2 separate regions of the Triticum aestivum genome follow, and region 1 is linked to region 2. The links are chromatin contacts, called in public Hi-C maps. All regions are on one chromosome and are shown on one strand. Each heading gives the region's core, a stretch centred on a gene start, on an enhancer-like site or on the middle of the called end of the contact. The rest is flanking DNA. Distances are from core to core; before and after follow the strand shown.

What was found. Hi-C and Micro-C count contacts between places; a contact is called where the count stands out from the background.
Region 1: a Hi-C map of leaf shows a contact between it and region 2, with 8 times the contacts expected there. The contact joins the promoter of LOC123103212 here to the promoter of LOC123103210 in region 2. A contact is called at or near these places in 2 of 5 Hi-C or Micro-C datasets (both in leaf) and 1 of 1 datasets of contacts at active chromatin or transcription factors (leaf).

The regions. Positions count from the first base shown.
Region 1 is chr5A:330,470,672-330,476,192 of IWGSC CS RefSeq v2.1, reverse strand. LOC123103212 (protein MALE DISCOVERER 2) reads right to left here and starts at 2,996. Exons shown (of 7, transcript XM_044524726.1): 1 at 2,572-2,996; 2 at 2,361-2,481; 3 at 2,169-2,256; 4 at 543-862; 5 at 248-438; 6 at 11-143. The coding sequence starts at 2,454.
Region 2 is chr5A:330,306,741-330,312,089 of IWGSC CS RefSeq v2.1, reverse strand. LOC123103210 (ubiquitin-activating enzyme E1 2) reads right to left here and starts at 3,209. Exons shown (of 7, transcript NM_001426784.1): 1 at 3,139-3,209; 2 at 2,693-3,062; 3 at 1,624-1,841; 4 at 1-96. The coding sequence starts at 2,933.

The sequences.
Region 1 (5,521 bases), core at 1,747-4,246, 160 kb before region 2:
TGCAGCTCACCGTGCAGATGCTCGAAGAGGGAACCGCATGGAGCGTACTCAAACACCATCATCCTGGTGAACGGAGCGTCGCATGTGCAGTAACCAAGTAGGTTCATGAAGTTCTTGTGGTTCACCTTGGATAACTCAGAGATCTGAAAGAGGAAGAGTTGGTCAGGCACAGACAACGGGGATAGAGCAGTACTACGCTAGTTGAGAAAATCTGAGCACTGTTGTAGTTTCGCCTATTACTTCTTACCTTGTTCCTAAATTGCTCCTCGGACCGATCCGACCATTCTTTGGCAGACTTAACTGGACTGGAGGCAACAGCTATTTCAACTCCACTTGACAGGGTTCCCTTGTACAATGCACTGTCAGATACAGTACCAATCACATTGCTGAAATTCTCACACGCCGCCTCAAGTTCGGCCCTTCCTAAAGAAGGAACACCTGCCCACAAGGTAAAGCACACTCAACATCTCCAAGTTCAATCTGTGGCACACATTTCAGATGATGTAATATGGCATTTTAGCTTCAGGTAATAGGAGACTGACCTGTCACAAAGGCTTTCCTTAGCTGTCCACTCAGCCCGGTAGCCCATGGATTGACGGTGTTATCCTTCTTTCTACGGGAGACAAGTAGATACACAACAGAGGCTATAACCACAAGGCCAAGCACTCCACTGATGCACACTGCGTAGATAGCCCAGTGAGGCACAGAAGAAGACTCGTTGGTTTCAGCTTGCGAATACGATGGTGGCAAAGACATGGGAGCCTGGCTTTCATGAAACTGATCAGGAGCCTTAGAGGAAGGTGCTGATTCTTGAAGCTCCCTTGCCTGTAGGAGTTGCCTCAGGGTGTTACTCTCTATGGTTCTGCATATAAAACACCAATATAAATTGAAGAGTCTGATTGTTAAACTTGTATAGTCCACAGTTAGCATATCAGTATTCTCCACGCTTCAAGCTTTAACATATCAATGCTTAAGCTTTACTAATGTAAGAGACAGGCTACACATCCCTTGTACAACAGCTGTCATGTGTACTTATGTTTGGCATTTGCCTTTAACCTATTTTTAGTGAAAATGAGCATGTATTTTCAAGGGGCCACAATAAATTTTTCGATAAAGAACGGATGTTTACCGAAAGATTCAAAAAGTGTGGGTTCTATTTATTTTATTTTGTGGGGAAAAGATTGCAAAGTTTAACTAGTCAAAGTCAAGATTGCCGGTTAAACTGAAACAGAGTATTTTGGTTTTCAACTGCCTGTGTCATGTCAGTTTTACTTTAGAAGTTAGGCCCATCTTACTCAGAAATTCTTACGAAAGGGAAGCTGGTATATAAAGAAGAAGACTGACTTTGTTAAACATTTTCTGCACGATTCTTGCCTTCCATCAGTTAGAACCTCTGAAATCATGATACGCTCTTGCAACTCGTTAGGAATTTCAATTGACAGTTTTTTTCCCTTGACTAAGCTGCAAAGATCATCACATGGCTTTAGATTATGTATATCAAGCCCATAATGTAAAAAAGTAGAGATTATGTATCAAGCACTGCAGAAATTTAATTCTGTAATGCTCCAGATGCAATTTACTCCTAGAAATATTGTTTTCCCTAGACCTGAAGGACTTGATCCATGAAGGTAAATTTTTTGGATATTGTCAAAAAAAAGAGGGACGCATCAAGAAATGCTTAAGAGTGAAAGCCTTGTTTCACACACGTATCCTAAATATTCCAGAGACAAAATCATAGCTTCCTCTAGAAAGACATCTAGCTGTCCTGCATATTCTCTACTTAATGGTCATGGCTTCTTCTAGACCCCTTTGACTTGTAAATCCATGACGCTACAAATAGAAAAAGACAACGGCGGGCAATATCATGTACCCCTTGAAATCAAAATAGGACTTGTTCGTTGAGTAACTTTAATCATGACTAAGCGATACATACTCCCCCCGTTCCAAATTAGATGTCTTTCATTTGTCTAGAAACGGATGTACCTAGACACTATACAAGTATAGATGCATCCCAATGTGGACAAATGCAAGTCATCTAAATTCGAACGGAGGGAGTACAAGATAACTACTTGCAAATGATTTGACATCTTCACAGGAAAAGAAAAGGTAGCAATCATTTCACCATGAATTTGATCCTACAAGAACAAGAACAGATCAGGCTGACTTACGGCGTCGCCGCTGCGCTGAAAACCTTCTTTTCTTCCAAATTCCATAACCATCCACTTGGGTGCTCTTCTCTGAAACCCATGGCTCGCCCTGAAGCACCAAGATAGACACACAGATGGTCAACGACTGTTCCACTTGAACCAACACAACCATGGCCACTTCCTAATCACAAACCCATGGGAAATCCATCTCACCTTCTTCACCGAGGGCGGCACAAGACCCATGCCTCTCAGACAAGAGGAAGAAGAAGAGCAAGAGCTGCGCCGCTCTGATGCTCCAGACCTCCATTCCGCCCCCAATGGAGTCCAGGCAGCTCTGCAAGAGGGTAGTAAAAGACAGTAAGAGCAGAGCAGAACGGGAGACGATAAAAGGAAGGCAAAGATTCCAACTTCTATATGCCACCACCTAAAGCTGCTGAAATCTTGGGCACGATGGAAGCACACGCCGTTCCATGCCGCCTGAAGAAACGAATCGGGTAAAGTGTCTCCGCTACTCCTTACAAGGTAAGTGGAGCAGCGGGGCAGAGTGGGATTTTTGGAACGAGCAAGTAAAGAATCCACCACCCCTCGCGGATCTTGTGTCTCGAGAGCCGGAATTTCAAGTGGGGAAAACGCGCTCACGGAATGTGGAGAAGGAGAAGAGTGGCAGGAAAAGGCTGGGATGATTTTGTGCCTGTAAAGATGGCTAAAGGAGGGAATCGAGAGAAGAGGAGGCAGGGCGCGGGCAGTGTGCTGGGAACGGGATGAGCTGGGAGAGGCCGAGAAGGCAGAGGAGAAAGAAGAGCTCGGAGCGCAAGTCAGTCCAGGACGCGGAATATTGGAACTGGAGTGTACTTTTGGGTGGATCGGAGGCAGGCGTGGATGTCTGCCTGCCTGCCTGTCTGTTTCAGGCCAGCCAGGTACCGTGCACACATGGCAGCTGGAAATTTCCCTCCCTTTTCTTTCCCTTATTAACTCTTCTTGTTATGCCTGAAATTGCGCAGTGATTTTGCGGGAATTTCACCGGAATCAAGTCGTTGTCCACGGGAACATGACATGGTTGTACTCGTCATCTCGGGCATTTCCAAAGTTGATCCCAAATCAGACAGCCTATTCGTCCCTGGAGCGGTGGAGATCAATCCGCGAACAGTGATAAACTTTACGGGAGTACGGATCGTCGCCGCCATATAGTATATTGACATCCCCGGCTGACTCAAATACCCATTCCGGTCCACTTTTCTTTCACTCTACCCTTGCTTTGCATCCGCATTCTTCTCTTTCGACGCCGTCATTGTATCTCTCCGGCCGCCGTCAAGGCACCGTAGGACATCCGCAGCCGCCACTAACGCGCTTGCCCTACTTGGACTACATCGCGGTTCATGATTGTTTCATGCGCGATCTTTTGGCAACGCGTGCATGATTTGTTTCATGCGCAAAAGCACTCTAAGACATACACATCATCCATGAACAGAATGTGAGGTCAATATCACACCGATGGTACACCATTTGCAACTCCGTCATGAAGTTCTGCGACGCAGTTGAACGTGTGGAGACGATGTTGCCATTGGGTGTGTCAACCATGGAGATCGTAAGTTTGCTTCTTCTTGCTCTACATGTTGGTTAATTCATTCATTCACTCAATGTTTCTCTACACATTGCATAGGTTGGACGCTCTGTCGTGAAGTACTGGAGGACCGTGGGCAGGCCATGCACACACATACATTGCTGGATGAAGCTTAAGGATCAACTTGTGTGGGACGACATGTACCGGCTCTGATTATAGTATCAATGAATTTGGAATTGGTGAATTCGAACAACTTGTTGAACATCTGGTTATATCGTTGAATTTGAACTATTGTTGTACTAGAGATATTTGCATGCTACTTATGGATGAATTGTGCTATTTTCTATAATTACTTTGAGTGTTACGGGCTTGGTTTAGTTAAATAAATGAAATATCGTTTGTTTTATGTAAATTATGTCTGAACTTTGATGAATTATGCCGTGTTTGATGTAATGCTCCCGGTTTGTGAGAAAACGGACGTCTGGACTGGTCCACGGACGGATGGGGTATCGCGCTGGATGCCAAAACACGTCATGACAGACTGGTTTGGGCGGATGTGGGTGGTTTGAAGGTCAGTGTTTAATGGTGTCCTGGATTAAAGGGTACTAATCCAGTCGGCCCATGTTCCTTGGATTGGGCCGATGGGCCCTCATTCATTCTCAAGAAGGATTCTGAAGGCTGTACGCAAGGGGGGCGTGGTCAAGACTACATCTACCGAAGACTTGTCGTATACTCCAAGACTTCTCCTGCCATCACTACTAGGGAAAACCTTATACACAGAATCTTAGCAGTAGCGCTGGACAAGAAGGGGCGCTACTGCTAATTAGCAGTAGCGTGGTCCATAAACAGGCTCTACTGCTACCGACTTAGCAGTAGTGCGGCTCGGTAGAACCACGCTACTACTAAAATTGCCCGACCGTTCTCACCACACTAGGTTTAGCAGTAGCACGCCCACATTAACCGTGCTATTGCTGCTGTAATAGTAGTAGCGTGATTTTTTGTGCAGGGCGCTACTGCTAATTTTGAACCTGGCCACATGGCGGGCCCCACTTAGCAGTAGCGCCTAGATATCGACCTTGTAACCCTAGATACCCTACCTAGCGTGTATATAAGTCATAGGGTTTAGTCCTTAGAGGGGAGATCAACGCAATATCATTCACCTAGCCCTAGAGCTAGACTACATTTTACGATCTCAAGGTAGATCAACTCTATACTCGATACATCTATATCAATATAAACAAGAGCAGGAAATAGGATTTTACCTCCATCAAGAGGGTCCGAACTTGGGTAAAACATCGTCTCCTTGTTTCTGTTACCATATGTCCGAGATCCACAGCTCGAGAGCCCCTATCCCGATATCTGTCGGTTTTCACACCGACATTGGTGCTTTCATTGAGAGTTTCGTTGTGGGATCAACAGAAGGATCAATGGCTCATTCGTAGATCAACTGCAGCAATGGTCGTGGGAGCGTTTACGCTCCGTCCAGCTTTTTGTGTTCAGCAACATGATCTTCTGCACCGGCTCAACGGGCCATCTGGCCTTTGTCGAAAACTACACCCGAGATCAAATCGTGACCTTCGACGGCCTCAAGTACACCACGGATTCCCGTGGTGAACTTGTTCTGTCAGGCTAGACGTCCGACTGGATCAAAGACCCGCCCGGCTCCGAAGGCTCGACTCCGGAGCCGGCCTCCTTCGAGGACGTCGTGATGAAAATATGCCCTAGAGACAATAATAAAGTTGTTATTACTATATTTCCTTACTCATGATAAAGGTTTATTATTCATGCTAGAATTGTATTGATTGGAAACTTA
Region 2 (5,349 bases), core at 1,960-4,459:
TTCAGACTTGATGAAAGCAATGGGTGGCTGGTGGCTGTGGCAGTAATCATCAAACTCAATTGCTTTATCTAAGCTGATATCAGTGAAGACAACGGCCTGCAAGTACATATGAAAGTTATTCTGAGGATGATAAATGACCAAATTTACCCAGTGTAAATCAAGAAGCATATAAATAAAATGTGAGAGGAGTCATCTAATCCTCCTAAAAACTCATATACTGCAAACTGAAGAACATGGATTTGGAATTTCAGTTGCATTTGACAAACAGATCCGTTTGTGGGACTGGCACGACATAGCATGTGAAAACAAATTATAGTGAACAAATTATGTGTCGCTATAAAGATGCCAATGATGTTTTTGCAGTTTTATAGTCAATTTATCTTCTCACCAGCTCACACAGCACAGTTAACAGAATACACATCTCTATTATTAAAGGGGAATAGGTCATTCGCTTCCTCGTCTCCAGGTTTTTTCTCTCCTCCGATTCCACCCTTACCCACATATTTATCTCCTATTTTAGTTGTCTGGCATCACATCTCCTTCCTTCCATAATATGGGAACTAGTCATTTTTCTGTTTGGCAAATTCAAAACACAGTAACACCACTGATTTATTTATAATTTTATTTGCACAACATCACATCTCCTATCAACTCACATCCCCACCCACTGATTTATTTCGAAACTAATTTGTCCGACATCACATCTCCTTCCGCCAGCAATATGAAAACTAATTATTTTTTGTTTGGTAAATTGGAAATGTAGTACTCCCACTGATTTAATTCCAATTTTATTTGTCCAAAGTGTACGGGTGATAGTGGAAGGGGGACTGTGACCGAATGAGCCATTGACATGTGGATCAGGGAGGCGGATATAGTGAGTGGAAGGTATACGGGAGACACAATTAATGTGAACCACTAAAATATGTATGCATCCGTTCCAACACACGGGCAATTAGCTAGTTGGCAACAATATTACCAAGGCCAACATTTACTTACCAGAATACATGTCAGAACAAAATCGACAGTTTAATAAAATTCGATTTCGGGACCAAAATCACACAACGAAATTGCAGGTAAAATCAGGCAATGAACGGAGCATAGACTGTACAAACCTAACCTAGTCCAAACAGTCAAGCAGATGAAACCTTTTAGAATCTCGCAGCAATCCACGATATGCAGGGTTCATCTTATACTTCATACAATTTTACAGCACACACACTTTAACACACCTTGATTATGATGAGATCATGGCCAAATATTTCAAGTAGTTGACTGCATTACTTTATTACTCCCTCCGTCCCATAATGTAAGACGTTTTTTGACTAGTGTCAAAAATGTCAAAAAACGTCTTACATTATGTGACGGAGGGAGTATTTGTTAAAAGTGATGTTCTGTAAATGCTAGAACTGTGGTACATCACTTCTTTTGAAATGGTAGTACTTCGGAAAACTGGCATGAAATTTCTATACCAAAATCAAATAGAAAGATGGATAGCCTGCTTGTTAAAGTCACATGGACAGAAAGTACAAGCATAATGTAAAACCTTAAATGGAAGACACATAGATGTAGAAAAAATTGAAATAGCAAGGTAGAAGATCACAGATCAATGTCATGCTGGTGCACCTGGAATTTAGAAAGGTGCTCCTTGGTCAAATCACCGGTTAAGGCAGAGACGAGGACAGCGTTGTTCAGCTCTTGTAGCTTCTGTACACAAGCTTGAGCACGGTTTTGCCCAACATCATTCTCCGAGAGGAAGAAGTTGCTTGATAAGTCCCACAGCTCCACATTACCATCATCATGCAAGGTTACAGACTTGACACCCGCAAGGACAAGGTTCTTTGCTGCAGGAATACATAAGTATTAAATCAATTGTAAGCTTAAAGCTTAATTACAGACTGCCAAAACCTCATCCAAGTTTTAAAGGTTCAGTTTTTACTGACTGCCAAGCTCCTAACCAAGCTTATGATTTGTTTTTACACCCAAATACTCGTATGGTGTGATAATGAGTAACAGACATCTCAGATGAATCCAATAATCCAACTGGCCGGCAGCAAAAAAAGTACGCCTTTATTAACCTTTAAGGTGTCATGTCTCTTGGTATCACGGACCAAAACTACCAGTGGCCTAATTGGCGAAATGTCAGTGAATAACTATGTGCAATGTGGTGCAGTGCAGAAGTTCACCCATCATAATGCATACGCTAGCATTGTGTGTAAGGGGCACTGATAGGGTCACACAAAAGACACTCATTTCACCACACAAATAAAAGTTTTGATTTGATGGTTTAGATAGTACAGTAGTTACAAAACGTAGGTAGACAAAAGTTTTGGCTTGGTGGTTTCAACTAAAATCATAAGTAAGACACAACGACAAGAGCCCATCTAGCTAATAGGGCGATACCCATCAGTGTGTTTGGTCAAACTAGCAGCAACATCAGCTGAGCCAGAGCTAAACCAAGAGCTCAAGATAGCAATTACGAGCAGTAAATTTGTGTACGGGAAACATAATAGGAATTCCTAGGTCGCTAAGCTACATCAGATCGAGCAAGGGGTAGTAATTACTAATTTCCTTTTTTGCAGCTAACCTAGTCCCACATATAAAAGGAAACAAATCAAGGAAAGAGATTATATATACTAAAACAAAAAAGAGTAAAAGACCATCTGCATTAGAAGAGCGCCTGGACTGCACGTACCGATCTCAGCACCGAGACCCTGGAGTCCAGAGACGAGGACGTTGGAGCCGAAGAGGCGCTTCATGGTCTCGCGGCCATAGACGGCGAGCTGGCGGCTGTGCAGGTCCTCGTCGATCTCGTTCCCCCTCCCAGCCATGGCTGCGTCTCCTTCCTCCCTGGTGGCCTCGCCCTCCCCGGCACGGGTCTTCTTCTGCAAGTCCTCGACCTCGCCGGCGACGATCTCCCGCTTCCGGGGAAGCATATAGCGCGCGACGCCGCCGAGGAGCCCGAGGACGGCCGCCGACGCAGCGAAGAGCAGGCAGTAGTACGCGGCCGCCGGGAGCTGCCGCGTCAGATCCAGCGCGTGCTAGGGCCGCGACCGCCGCGAAACCTGCACCGGCCGGCGCGTCGTGAGGCGGGGAGCGCTGGGAAGCGGGCGCGGGGAGGGCGGATCCGGCGGAACTCACCTTGGATTCGCCTGTCGCGTCGGGGAAGGAAAGCAGGCGAGCGACGGTCTAGGGTTTCTGGGCTGGGGAGGGACGAAGTGGAGGACCGGATTGCAAAATCTCGGCGGTTGTTGCCGGAGGCGGCTTTGTTGACGGGGGGGTGACGGGCGGGTCCCACGTGTCAGCCGGACGGGAGTGCGCGTGTGCTTTTCTTGCTGGCGGGGAAACGTGGGACGGCACACGGCAGGGGGAGCACCTGCCCTCCTCTCTGGAAAGAACGAGGAGGCTGCGAGGTGGGCCGAAAGGTCAACTTACAAGTGGCCCCGATTATTCCCGAAGGTAGGGCCCGCGTTGTACTTTAATTAATGTTTGTACAACTACCGTGTCGCAAAACGCGTTGAGGTCTGTTAGAATTTCAAGGTTCACGCCAGTTTGGAACACAGGAAAGACAAAGGAACCATGCCTTTGGTAGGTTGCATCGTTCCAAAACATATCGACTGCAAGAAAAACACGTTTGATAGTATTGTATAGGGTCACACACATGAACCTTAAAGCAGTCCAAACTGGCTCGATAGAAACGCTCGAACCGACCGTTTCAGCGAGCCCAAGTTAAATGGTCATTCCATGATAAGAGAAACGTTGGTGATGTCGATGGCTTTAATTTTTCCCTCCCAGAGGAAAGTGTCCCCGGTGGTAGGGCGGCTCCACCATGAGGTTGTGTAGGGGCGGCCGACCCGGGTAAATTTTCGAAACTTAGGGTACCCCCTACTGGTTTTGGTCGGCGGCCACCATGCAGTGGCGAAGCCACACATAGGCTGCGTAGTCACTTAACTACACATCTCTTTGGGAAAACGCAATACAGAAAGTATAAATCATACAGAAAAACTTAGAAATATATACATTTGACTACACAATTTTGAAGTGACTACACATGATTTGATTTCTGGCACCGTCACTGCCACCATGGGAAGCGAGCACGTTCGCTCGAAGGTCGCGGGTCGAAGGTTTCGACAAGGGAAGAGGAAAATGATTCACGAGGTAACTGCTCGCTAGCTATAGATGGGCCAATCAAGTAAGTCCAATAAAAATTATATGAGCCGTTAGTTATGGTACGCAGCCTGATTTTCAGGTACACAGTTACTTTTCTATCAATCGTGGAACTGATCGTGCTGAATTCACGCGTAGAGTGATCACGCCATGCGGACGCGGCGCCGCCTCCACTATCGTCTTGCAGTCGCCCTCGCTGCCCAGGTCTGTTCAATCAATGGTGCTAGATGGAGAAGGAGAAGCGAATCCGCCTATTCGCGATGTTGTCGAGACGGCAAGCAGAGTCGCCGCCGCCTTCATCTCCATCACCATGGTCCCTGCTCAAAACAAGAAACGAGCAGCCAACAAGGCAACAAAGACCAGGTTCTTCCGCTCTCTCCTAGTCTTCTATTATGTTCTATCATGTTTAATTTGTTGTCATGTTGGCCCAATTTTTAGAAGTTGAACACTGAAATTAAATATAAATATGATGTTATAAGGACCTAAGGAGATGAAGCAGATTGAATTTTTTTTCAAGCCTATACTAGTAAATCATTCTGGACCCCAAGTTTGTGGATCTGAAGTAAATGCAACCATTTCAGAAGATAATGTTCCTGGAGTATTAAGTCAAGAGACTGGTAGAAATAATTTGCAAGATGATGTTCCTCAAAGATTTAATCCAACTGACATTGAACCTGATCCAGGCCTTCGGAAACAAATTGAACAGTATGCTACCCCAGAAATCAGAGATGAAGTGAGAAGGGCGAATATCTTGAAAGGTGCATGCTAGCCTAAAGATCACGATTTTGAACGCAATGAAGATGTCATGGCATTTAGAGAATATGGCATAAAGAGTTTGATTGGCTAGAGTATAGTGTGGCCAAAAAATCTGCTTATTGTTTTCACTGTCTTCTTTTCAAGAAACCAACAATCGGTTCAAAGTTTGGGGTTGAAGTCTTCACCAAGACTAGGTATACAAACTGGAAGAAAGCAGTCGAAAACTTCACGCTCCATGTAGGTTCGACAAAGAGTGCTCAGAGCATCTCCAACAACAGCGCTATATAAGCGGCGCGCTGAAAAATCCGCGTTCTTTGCGCGCGCTACCGCTCCGGGCACTCCAGTGGAGGCGCAAAAATCACACGCACGGCATATCTAGTTCAACGCGCGGGGCGAAACGCCATTGCGCGCCGCTTATTTGCTGCGCCC